Linked DNA regions of Sus scrofa: all the other regions are linked to region 3. A link is a contact called in public HiChIP or PLAC-seq data. All regions are on one chromosome and are shown on one strand. The core of a region is the stretch at or near the end of the contact, and the rest is flanking DNA. Distances in the headings are between cores, read along the strand shown. Region 1 holds the start of ARHGAP9 (rho GTPase-activating protein 9). Region 2 holds the start of DDIT3 (DNA damage inducible transcript 3). Region 3 holds the start of LRP1 (prolow-density lipoprotein receptor-related protein 1).

Region 1 (4,024 bases), core at 416-2,915, 330 kb after region 3:
GGATCCTTAACCTCCTGAGCCACCAGGGAACTCCTATATATATATTTAGAAGTGTCCAGCTCATAAGTACTCTAAGATATCAATTATTCTTAAAGGGGTACAAAGACGATAAAGAAGGGTCCCTTTCTCAATTACTGACATGCGCTTCCTTGAGTAGTGTATACTTACTGCCAAACTCTGCTTTCTTACTCCCCAGCAATCTGAACTTTTTCCTACACAGACTCATTTCCCTTTAATGTTAGCACCTGGCTGTATACGCGCTTCAGACTGGTATGAAATAAATATATAATTGTCACATTCTTTTTTACTAATAGGATACCTACACTAATTTTCATTATGTCACTAAAATACGCTTATCTATCAATTCCAGAACTCTCTTATGAGCTCGAATCGAGAGTGGGCCATTGCGAGTAGCCGCAGTCTTGACGTCGCCACTTCAGCGAGATAACTGTACCCCTCGGTATCCTTCACCGCTCTCGGGAGGCGTTAGAGGATTACAAGCCGGATCCCACACATAAAGGTCCTTTCTGGCCCTCCCATCAAAAAGATGCCACTCTGGCACTGCGTTTACGGCCTCTTCGTCTCTATGGCACTCTTTTCCTGTTTCCTAGTGTTGTATGATGGGAGAAATAGTCTACTTCCGGAACCCAGGCCCGGGGAACAGCTTTAGTCGGAACTCCATTTCCCGGCGTGCCGCGCGGCAATCGCTTATCCCTCTGGCGGGAGACCGGTTCCGGTTGCATCAGCGTGGGACCCACGGCGAAATGAGATTGTTCGTGAGCGAGGGCGCCCCGGGGAGCCTGCCTGTGCTAGCTGCGGCCGGGAGGGCCCAGGGCAGAGTGGAGCTGCTCATCAGCACTGTAGGCCCCGAAGGTAGACGGGCTGGTGCTGGTGGGCGGTGGATGAGGAGGGCGGGACGCGAACACGCCCGACACCCACCCTACAGTTGTCTTTTACCACCCCCCATCCCCCCACCATGCACTCCCGTCAGATTTCTCCCGCAATGTCCTTGGGCACCCCATCCCGTTTCCCTCCCAGTCACATCTTTCATCGGTTACCTAATTCTCCTCAGTGTCCCCTTCCCTCATCTTTTGCCTCCCCTTCTTCGTTTCCCAGGACCTCGCCTTACTTCAGTGAAACTCTTTCCCTTTATTAACCTCCCACACCTACCCGGCACTCCCCCCCGACCCCACACACACTCGCTAGTCACTCACATGACAATTCCCCAGGCACCCCTTTCCTTTGTTCTTAGGAAACCCCACTCGCCTCTCCTAAACCCAGACACACATATTCCCTTCGGTTTACCTCTTCTCATTCCCAGCCATCTGTTTGACTCTTAAGAGGTTCTCTTGTCCATCCTCCCAGTTCTCTTAATTTTGTTCTTCCAGTGTAGCTCAGATCTCTCAGATATCCTAGTTACTTTCAGTTGTTTCAGTTCTTGGCTGCAGCACTACCCCAATACCACCGCCTCCCGTCTGCAACTCCCATCTGTTGTTTCCAGCTGGCAGTCTCAGCTGAACACCTGCTGGTCTCTCCAGCGTATTCTGGACCCACCCCCTTTCAGTGGTCCTATCCTGGAACCTCTCCTTGAGACGGCCCATCTTTCTTCCCCCAGGCCCCCAACACTGTGAAGTTGTCCTTCTAAGTTGACAGAGTATTTGTTTTCTTTTCCCTGTATTTCACCCATTTTCCTGTTCTGCATCAGAGTGTGTGGTTCCATTCCTGACTCGGCCTAAGGTCCCTGTCTTGCAACTGGATAGTGGCAACTACCTCTTCTCCGCCAGTGCAATCTGTCGGTCAGTATTGGTCCTTGATTCAGGGAGGTGGCTGAATAAAATCAGGGATTATTGTCCTCTGTGGCCTTATTTACAATCACTGTTTCACTAGGGGGTGAGAAACAGGCCCCTCTCATTCTACCTTCTGTTGCTCTCTCCCTGGTTAGATACTTCTTTCTGTTGTCTGGGTGGGAGCAAGATGACCTCACCAACCAGTGGCTGGAATGGGAAGCAACAGAGCTGCAGGTAAGACTGAGATGTGGGGGAATCACAGGCAGGCAGGCCATTGCTTTGCATGGCCATCCTGACTTGTGTCTCCCGCATTTTAGCCAGCTTTGTCCGCTGCCCTGTACTATTTAGTGGTCCAGGGGAAGAAGGGGGAAGATGTTCTTGGCCCAGTCCGGAGAGCCCTGACTCATATTGACCACAGCCTGAGTCGTCGGAGCTGTCCTTTCCTGGCTGGGGTGAGTTGGGCCTTGAGATGGGGATTGGGGAAAGCTGTGTGGTATGAGAGTTAGGAAAGAACACTGTATTCAGAGTTCCGACCCCCAAACTGCCTCTCAACTAGCAGTGTAACCTTTAAAACTCACTACACTTGGAAGTTCCCGTTGTGGCTCAGTGATAGCAAGCCCGACTAGTATCAATGAGGATGCAAGTTTGATCCCTGGTCCCGCTCAGTAGGTTAAGGACCCGGCGTTGCCAGGAGCTGTGGTGTAGGGCACAGATGCTGCTCAGATCCCACATTGCTGTGGCTGTGGCGTAGGCTGGCGGATATAGTTCTAACTTGGGATCTTCTACATGCTGCAGGAGTGGCCCTAAAAGACAAAAAAAACAAAAAAAAGAGCAGCAACAAAGAGACCTCAATAAATTCAAACCTTCAGTTTTTCATCTTTGAAAGGGGGTAATATTAGCATTCACTTCAGTGGGTTGTGAAGACTGAGATAATTAAAATATGCTTAATACGGTGCTTGATACCTTGTAAGTGTGTAGCAAATGTATGAAATGTGACATTCATTGGGAAGAAACTGAGTGCCTCACCTGCCTCTTTCTTTGCTTTTCTCAACAAAGGAGACAGAATCTTTAGCTGACATTGTTTTGTGGGGAGCGCTGTACCCGTTACTCCAAGACCCAGCCTACCTTCCTGGTGAGAACTGCCCATTGCTTCACCCCTAGCTCCAACACCAGGAGCTTGGTGTAGGGGTAACAGAGTGGGTAGGTGAATAATGAGGAACCAGTTTGAGGTGTAGCTTGATGGGCAGCTATAGCAGAAAGAGGGCTGAGGGAACTGGGAAAGCCAGCTGGAGAAACTTCATGAAGAAGAGGCTGGAGTTCTCATTGTGGCTTAGTGGTAACAAACTGGACTAGTATCTATAAGGACGAGGGTTTGATCCCCTGCCCCACTCAGTGGGTTAAGGATCTGGCGTTGCCGCCAGCTGCCATGTAGCTCAAAGACTAGGCTTGGATCTGGTGTTGTTGTGGCTGTGGTGTAGCCCGGCTGATTCGATCCCTAGCCTGGGAACTTCCATATGCCTTGGGTGTGGCCCTAAAAAACCAAAAAAAAAAAAAAAAAAAAAAAAAAAGAAGGGGTTGGGCCACCCTCCCATCTTCCCATGTTAGGTCTTGCTGATTGCCTCTTTTCTCCCCTGCCCACAGAGGAGCTGGGTACCCTGCACAGCTGGTTCCAGACGCTGAGTTCTCAGGAGCCATGTCAGCGAGCTGTGGAGACTGTGCTGAAGCAGCAGGGTGTGCTGGCCCTCCGGCCCTACCTCCAAAAGCAGCCCCAGCCCAGCTTCCTTGAGGGGAGAGCTGTCAGCAATGAGCCTGAGGTTTGGAACAAAGCAGAGGGGTTCCCACAGAGCCTCAGTGCTTCAGGTGGGCGGTGACTTGAAGAGCGCTTTTGAGCGAGGCTACTAACTTTTTCCGTTGTTGGAAAGCAAAGAGAGAATTTCTTTATGGGCTCCTCCCCCCCGGCCGTCACCCAGTGAGGGATACTCTCTACTCTTCATAGGAGGAGGAGCTGGCTACCCTATCTGAGGAGGAGATTGCCATGGCTGTAGCTGCTTGGGAGAAGGGCCTGGGAAGCTTGCCCCCACTTCGGCCGCAACAGAATCCAGTGTGAGTTGGCACAGATGAGTGGGGCTTGGTTTCTTATGTGGAAATTATTGATAGAGCCAGTATCTGCCTATCAAGTCCCCTTTGCTGATCTTTCTTTAATTTTCTGTCCTCTTCACCTAATAGTTGGCTAATAT
Region 2 (3,871 bases), core at 91-2,590, 350 kb after region 3:
ATTAACCATCCGGTCAATCAGAGCTCGGCGAGTCGCCTCCACTTCCCTGGTCAGGCGCTCGATTTCCTGCTTGAGCCGTTCGTTCTCTTCAGCTAGCTGTGCCACTTTCCTTTCATTCTCTTGTTCTTTCTCCTTCATGCGTTGCTTTCCAGCCCGGGCTGGGGAATGGCCACTTTGTTTCCGTTTCCTGGGTCTTCTTTGGTCTTCCTCCTCTTCCTCCTGAGCCAGGGAGCTCTGACTGGAATCAGGCGAGTGTGGGCTCTGGGAGGTGTGTGTGACCTCTGCTGGTCCTGGCTCCTCAGTCAGCCAAGCCAGAGAGGCAGGGTCAAGAGTGGTGAAGGTTTTTGACTCCTCCTTCAAGGGAATGAAGAAAGACAGAGAAGGTATTAATTGCTTGAGAAAGGAAGGGAAGTAACCCCTACCCGCCCCCTGCAACATTCAGCCTTGCATTCTCACCTCATTTCCAGGGGGTGAGACATAGTTACCCCCATTTTCATCTGAGGACAGCACCTCCTGCAGGTCCTCATACCAGGCCTCCAGCTCCCAGCTGGACAGTGTCCCGAAGGAGAAAGGCAATGACTCAGCTGCCATCTCTGCGGCTGGATTAGGCTCTGGAAAAGGACATACTCAGGATAGTGGGGGGTGGGGACAGAAGCTCCACGAAGCAGTCTATAGGCTGGCAAACTGGCCTGCTGCCGCCTGTCTGTTTTGGTAGATAAAGGTTTATTGGGACACAGCCACATCCATTTATTTACATGTTCATGGCTGCTTTCATGCTATAACAGTGGAGATGAGTTGTGACAGAGACTGTGTGGCCTTCAACATCTAAAACATTTACTATCTGGGCCTTTAAAATCTTACCAACCTCTGACCTAGAATGATCCTCCCTCCATGCTTTTGCCCAGCACTGGAAGAAGCAAGTGTCTAGACATACATTCTTATGGCTTCCTGATAAAAGTCTTCAGTCCCCCTTGAGGAAGTCCACTGGTTGTTTCTAGGGGCAGTTACCAGACCATTTGTGCTCCTTTTTCCTCCTGTGTGGGGATCCTTTGGGTCAGTCTAACCTTGATGGGGACTGAGGTGTGTGGTGAGACCTCACCTGACTGCACTCACACAGCAAGCTTTCAATTAGGACATATTCTAAAAATGGTAATTTGGTCACCTTGTTAGGGACAGGCCAGCAGACAGATGTGCCCTGATAGTACAAGCCTGCTCAGATTCAAACCCTCCTCTCCCATCTTCTCTGAGTATCCTTTCTTAGGGTCCTCTTACAGGGAGCCTGAGCAGCAATTCATAGGAGCTGGTTCTGGGACAGAGTTATTAAGTTTACCTGCTTTCAGGTGTGATGATGTATGAAGATACACTTCCTTCTGGAACACTGTGGGGATCAAGGACAAACATTAGCCATTTTTAGCAGGAGAGGCAGGTTCTTTTATCTCCAATTTTCTACTGGTCCTTCCCTTACTTCCTGACTTACAGAGCATGGATAATTATTGGTCCCTGTAGCCACTTCCAAGGACAGAGAAGAGCCCTGACTTCCTTTATTTTTAGTTGCTGACATTTGTAGTCCTGATTACATAACAGCAAAATCCTGGCCAACTCAGCTTTCTCTAAATTCAAGGCAGACCTCAAACCTTCCAGAGTAAGGAATGGACTACAAAAGAGAGAACAAATCAGGTGGTATTCTAATTCCATTCCCACACTGACATCCTCCAAATGTCTATTTCCAGTCTAGACCTCTCCTGGGACCTCCAGCTCTTAACTGCTTACTTGCCATTCTCCTTTTGGGTAGCTGATAGGCATCTCTGACTTATTATGTCCCAAAACAAACTCCTACTAATCTTCCCCTTGCAAGGTCTCTCCCACCTCAGCATATGGCAACTCTAGTTGCTTGAGCCAAAAATCTTGCTATCATCCTTGGTTCCTCTCCTCTCATATCCCACAATCCAATCCAAACCACCAGGAAACACCACCCCCCTTTTTTTTGGCCGTGCCCTTGACCCAAGCCGCTTCAGTGACAATGTCAGATCCTTAACCCTCTGTGCCACAAGAGAACTCCAAAACTTACCTGATGCTTCAAAACCCCAGAATCAACACTTCTCACCAATTCCATTGTTTCTAATCAAGTTACTGTCATCTCTCTTGGGTGACTGCAGAAGCCTCTTGACTAAAAGGTCTCCCAGTTTTTGTTCCAGCCACCCCTCTCAGAGTTTATTTACAACAGCAGGCAAGGTGAGCCATTTAAAACTTATGTCAAGGAATTCCCATAGTGGCTCAGTGGTTAATGAACCTGACCAGTATCCATGAGTACGTGGGTTCCATCCCTGGCCTTGCTCAGTGGGTTAAGGATCCAGCATTGCCGTGAGCTGTGGTGTAGGCCGCAGACTCGGCTTGGATCCTGCCTTGCTGTGGCTGTGGTGTAGGCTGGCAGCTACAGCTCCAATTGGACCCCTAGCCTAGGAACCTCCATATGCCACAGGTGTCGCCCTAAAAGGACAAAAAGACCAAAAAAACCCAAAACACCTTATGTCAAGCCATGTCACTCCTCTGTTCAAAATCTTCCAGTTTCACACATAATAAAGGCTGAAGTCCTTAAAATGGCTTAGAAGGCCCTCCATAATCTGCTCCTCCCTCGCCTTGTTTTTCTCATTGACCACTCTCCCTCTTGCTCACTTCAGTCCAGCCAACTGGCCTCCTGTTCCCTAAAGATACTACACACGCTTCCACGTTAAGACCTGTGCTCTTGCTGTTCTTCACCTGGAGTGCTCTCCACATACTGCATGCCTTACTGCTTTGCCTCTATTTAGGTCTCTCATTTAAATGTCACCTCCGAAAGGGAATCCCTGACCACTCAGGTAAACTGTATTCTCCTCTCTGAGCATTCTCTACCCCTCCATGCCTTAGCTTTTCCCGTGGCACTTACATATTTGCTTACTGTATGCCTTTTCCTACTGCAATGGAAGCTCTGGGAGAGCAGAGAATTTTTTTTTTTTTCTTTTGTCCATGGATGTATGCTGAGCCTCACACTGCATGGCACATAGGAGGTGCTGGTTAAATATTTGTTAGGAATGAATGGTGCATTCTCCCCTGTCCCTCATAGGGATAAGGAGGATGAAGCCCAGAGGCAGAGCAGCAGCTGCCTATCCCTGGGGACTGTAGACGCAATACCGTCCTGAGTGTTTCTCTGCAGGGCTGTCCTCCCTGGGGAACCCTCCTTGCCTTCCAGTGTGTGGGACATAGCTTTCATCAGCAGTGGAGCCGCAGGCCAGAGGGCTGCAGAGCCGAGCAGGGGGCTAGCTAGCCTGATGCAATGGTTACACAGAGATTAGTTGGAGACAGGACACGGGGAAGGAGGCATAGACCAATCCCAGGGGAAGGACAATTCATTGGGGAGACCCCAAATGGCTTTCCTCACTTAAAAGATCCGGGATGCTCTCTTGTGCAGGAGACCCAGGGAGCTCTGAGGAAAGGGAAAACCCATCTCCGCTCCCGGTTCATGGGCACCCCTCTTCCCAAAGGCTTGTGTCAGCCTCTTTAAGATTCTGTCCTCTGCAAGGGCGCGGAAAAAATGTCCTGTGGAGGGTCCAGAAGCCCCAGCTACTGACGTGGCTATGCTGGCCCCGAGACGCTGCGGCTGAGACAGGATTGGGGGTGGGGAAGGGGCAGGGCCGATGGTGGCAAAGCCGGTTAGCTACGGTCACCAGGCTTCTCGGCGCGGGGGTGTGTCCTGTTGCTCGGCCTCATACCGGACAGGCCTAACGAGGAGGCTTGGGGTCAGCAACCGGAGAAAATACATCTCCCGAGGGCCCCTTCACCGACCAACAGAGAGCACGGTCTGTGCTCCGGACATAGGTGGGATAATACTGTCTTG
Region 3 (3,798 bases), core at 560-3,059:
AGAGACGCCCAGTAGAGGTTCACCAGCCAGGAAGAGACACAGGGAAAGCAATTTTAGCAAGGTTCACCTGCAGACAATAGGCAGCAGGAACAGGAATGGGACTACCCCTCACAACCCTCTCAGGCTATGCATGGTCACTCCAGCTAGCTTTTTCCTTTCAAAGCTGCCCGAAGTCTTTTTCAATCTGACTTCACTTGGATGACAATATGAGGAGGGGATTCCAGGGAGAAGAAGCAACCTAGTAGGCATTCATTAAAAACATATAGTGAGTCCCTGCAATGTGACCACCTCTGTTACCCCATGAGTCCTGGAATGAAAGGCTAAGACCCCACCCCTCCCCAGAGAAACCCTCAGGGGCAGTGGAAATGGAAGAACTCTGAGCTCCATTTCAAAGGGGAAAAAAATGACAAATCTCAAGCACAGGCTTTGCAGGACTGGCTATAGGAAAGGCCCAGCTGGCAAAAAGTCTGAGGTTTCCAGCCTGGGAGAGTCTACAGGCAGGTGGCCTTGGCCCTGAGCAAAGCCAGCCTGGTGGAAGTTGTAGTTTGGAGGAAAGGTCTAGCTTCTTCTGGATTCCTCTCTTGCTCTCACTGCCATCAACAAACACTCCACGCTGCTCTGCTTTCTGCCAAGGCCAGACTGGAGTGAGGATTTGGGGCCTTTTCTTGAATTTTAAAAGGGAGAAGGGTGGTGCAACCCTCCCTCATTTCAAACGTCAGTTTCCGGCAGCCGACGTTGCCTGCCTTCTCCCTGAACTCTGACTTCGTCGACACCAGAAAGTCAGACATCCATGGTACAGCCTCAAAACACCACCCAGAAGGGGGCAGTGGCCAGAGGCACATTCGCCGGGCTCTGGGAACCGCCCGGCGCCCAGTGGACTCAAAGCAGCATTCCCATAGGGACTTAGGCCAGGACAAAGGTCTGGCACTCTGCAGACACCTCCTTAGAACTCAAGGCCTGGAGACAGAGGTCTAGAGTCCCTCATCTTATTCCAAATCCCTGCTGCTTGGAATCTAAAACCCCGACTTGGTAGGAAGCCAGTCAGAAGGTATAAAAAACAAAACACCAAACAAAAAAATAAATGAGCCCAGACCTCTTGGGGCTAAGAGGGGTGGCCCTTCCTCAACCCCACCCGCTAGTGACTCACCTCCCTCCAAACCAGGGACTGCCCCTCCCGCGCCCGGTGCCAGGAGAGCAGGGCGGGGCGGGTACTAAGGTGGGCTCCATCCCCAAGCCCTAGGCGAGCGGACAAGCTCCGGCGTGTCCCCGCGGGTGTCCCTGTTTACTCCAAGCCCTAGAGCGAGGTGAGGGCGGGACTTCTCGGCCCCTCCCCCAACCCGCCCCCCTCCGCCGCAGGCCCCAATCCTGGTCCCGGTCTTACAAAGTCTCCAAATCAAAGCTCAGCCTCTCCCCGTATCTTCCCAGCGGACTGGCGGCCCCCGCCCCCACCCCGGGCAGCGGAGGCACAGTCGGGCTTTCTCGTGGAGCTCGGGCCTCGACCCAGACCTCTGGGTCTTGGATCCCCAGACCGGGCCTGATCCTAGGGCAAGACACCGAGTTTCAAAGAGAAGCCGCTCAGGGCTCCTCGCCCCCTGTTCAACCCCCCTCGCCTCTTCAGTTCTGCAGCGCAAGGGACCAAGCCCCAGTCAAGGAAAAAGGCGCTCCAGGCCCAAAACTAGCCAGCAGGGCCGGGACCCCCGCTCTAGGACCGCTAGCCAGAGATCCAAATCTGGTCGCCTCTCTGACTCCCCCTCCCCAGGGCAGCGCGCCAAATCAGCGCATGCGCACTCACAGGACTGCCGCGTAGCTCTTCCCCCCCCCTTTTTCTTTCCCCGCCCCTTCTCTCCCTCCCTCCTCTCCTGGTCCCCTCCCTCTCCCCCCTCAGCCCGCCCCGCGACACCTCAGTCCGGGTAACAGTGGTGCGAGCTCCAGGCCCGTGCACTGAGGAGGCGGAAACCAGGGGAGCCCCCAGAGCTCCATCAGGCCCCTTCCAAAGGCTCCCCCACCCGGTCCACGCCCCCACCCCCCTACCCCGCCTCCTCCCAATTGTGCATTTTTGCAGCCGGAGGCGGCTCGGAGATGGGGCTGTGAGCTTCGCCCGGGGAGAGGGGGAAAAGAGGAACGAGGAGAACAGCAGGGGTGAAGGGTTTGGATTGGGGGGCTGGGGGTGCAGCTGGTCTGCAAGCCCTTCCCAAGGGGGCTCCGAACTTACCTCGTCACCCACGCCCCTGGTGCGCTGTGCTGAAGGATAGGATAAGAATAGAGGAGGAGAAGGGAGGAAGGAGGAAAAAGGGGGACCCCCCAATTGGGGGGGGCGACGGCGAGAAGTAACAGGACCAGAGGGGAGAGGGCTGCTGCTTGCATCAGCCCACACCATGCTGACCCCGCCGCCGCTGCTGTTGCTGCCCCTGCTCTCAGCTCTGGTCGCTGCCGCTATCGATGGTGAGTGAGATCCCGCGGCCCCCTTGGACCCCTGGGGACACCCACTCCCCAGCCCCCACTCCAGCGTTCGGAGGGGAAGGGAGACGCGGGAGGGGGTGCCTTTTGTTATCCCAGTCCAGCTGACACAGCAGCGGCCCAACTGGGGGTGGGGATGGGGGGGTCCAATTTGGAGAATGGGGGCCCTGACAAATGATGCTTCAGGGACCCCCCAGCCCAAACAAAGACCAGAGGCCTAGGAAGGGAGAAGAGGGATCCCCTTTTTCTGATCCTGGGATCTAGAGGCCTTCTCTTCCTATCTCTGGTCGGGGAGGGCCTGCGCCTCTTCTACGTCCTCCACCCCCCAACCCCCCATCTGAATTGTAAAGGAATCCGGATTTACAATGTACTGGTTGCAAAAGGGGGCGGGGGTCCTTTTGCAGTGCCCTCTGAATCTGAAAGGGGGAGCCAGGTCAGGGGTGCCCTGCTGAGAGCAGACAGGCCCTGGAGAAGGCTGTGGGTGGGGAGAGGGAGGGCCAAGAGAAGGCCCCCTGCTTGGGTGTGGAATCTGGGCCCTTGGAGACCAGGCTAGGAGGCCTGGGTCCAGGATCCAGCAGGCTGCCAGCCTGGGTTCCGCGGAAATGGGCACTTCCCCTTCTCAGGGCCTCTGTCAGTAGCCTGGCAAGGGCCGTGTTGGGGGGCATAGGGTGGGGGCAGACGAAGCTGTATGACTTTGAATTTCTCAATTCCTGGGAGCTTTGAGATGAAAAATGTCAGATGTCATCCTTGGGGAAGGGGGCTGGAGAATGGCCTGGAATGCTGAGGTGGGAGGGTAGAGGAAGGTTGCCTGCTCCCTGACTTCTGGCTTGATCACATTTTGGAATGGAAGGAGAGTTGGAGGTTGGAGGGGGGTTATGTCTATGCCTATGCCCCCACCCCCTCACCCCCTCATTCTCTGCTCCTTTGGTAAATGTGTTTATTTCTCTCCACTATTTTCCCTCCTACACACACAGACACACACACACAGACACACACACACACACAGACACACAGACACACACACACACACACACACACACACCACTTTGTATACTGCAGTTAGGCTTGGGCCAGAACTGTGTCCTTTCGGTGAAGTGGGGTGCCCCCTTCCCTCTTTCTGTGTCAGCTATTTTCCCGCTTACTTGTGAGTCACTGGTTCAAGTCTTGCTCAAGCTTTGAGCTGGGGTCATGGAGTTGAGTTGGGCTGGGTCCCTGATTTGAGAAGGGGTGGGATCCCATCCCTTCCCGACATTTAGTCCTCTCATCCCGGGGAAAATCTGGGCCCAATATCACCCTGCACCCCTCCTCCATCTTCTAAATTTTGCCAGGTTGGGATTGGGA

The links. HiChIP or PLAC-seq counts read pairs in DNA pulled down with a chosen protein or histone mark.
Region 1: an H3K27ac HiChIP or PLAC-seq map of alveolar macrophages shows a contact between it and region 3. The contact joins the promoter of ARHGAP9 here to the promoter of LRP1 in region 3. A contact is called at or near these places in 2 of 47 Hi-C or Micro-C datasets (epiblast stem cells and omental adipose tissue) and 1 of 2 datasets of contacts at active chromatin or transcription factors (alveolar macrophages).
Region 2: a contact with region 3 is called in an H3K27ac HiChIP or PLAC-seq map of alveolar macrophages. The contact joins the promoter of DDIT3 here to the promoter of LRP1 in region 3. A contact is called at or near these places in 1 of 47 Hi-C or Micro-C datasets (heart right ventricle) and 1 of 2 datasets of contacts at active chromatin or transcription factors (alveolar macrophages).

Annotation. Positions count from the first base shown.
Region 1 is chr5:22,760,514-22,764,537 of Sscrofa11.1, forward strand. It overlaps ARHGAP9 (rho GTPase-activating protein 9), which reads right to left and starts at 1,666. Exons shown (of 18, transcript XM_021091869.1): 1 at 1,306-1,666. It overlaps MARS (methionine--tRNA ligase, cytoplasmic), which reads left to right. Exons shown (of 22, transcript XM_021091867.1): 2 at 371-873; 3 at 1,706-1,796; 4 at 1,943-2,021; 5 at 2,105-2,239; 6 at 2,844-2,919; 7 at 3,429-3,601; 8 at 3,784-3,890. The coding sequence starts at 618.
Region 2 is chr5:22,785,677-22,789,547 of Sscrofa11.1, forward strand. DDIT3 (DNA damage inducible transcript 3) reads right to left here and starts at 1,341. Exons shown (of 3, transcript NM_001144845.1): 1 at 1,331-1,341; 2 at 457-611; 3 at 1-354. The coding sequence starts at 591.
Region 3 is chr5:22,433,827-22,437,624 of Sscrofa11.1, forward strand. It overlaps LRP1 (prolow-density lipoprotein receptor-related protein 1), which reads left to right and starts at 1,810. Exons shown (of 93, transcript XM_021091826.1): 1 at 1,810-2,442. The coding sequence starts at 2,376.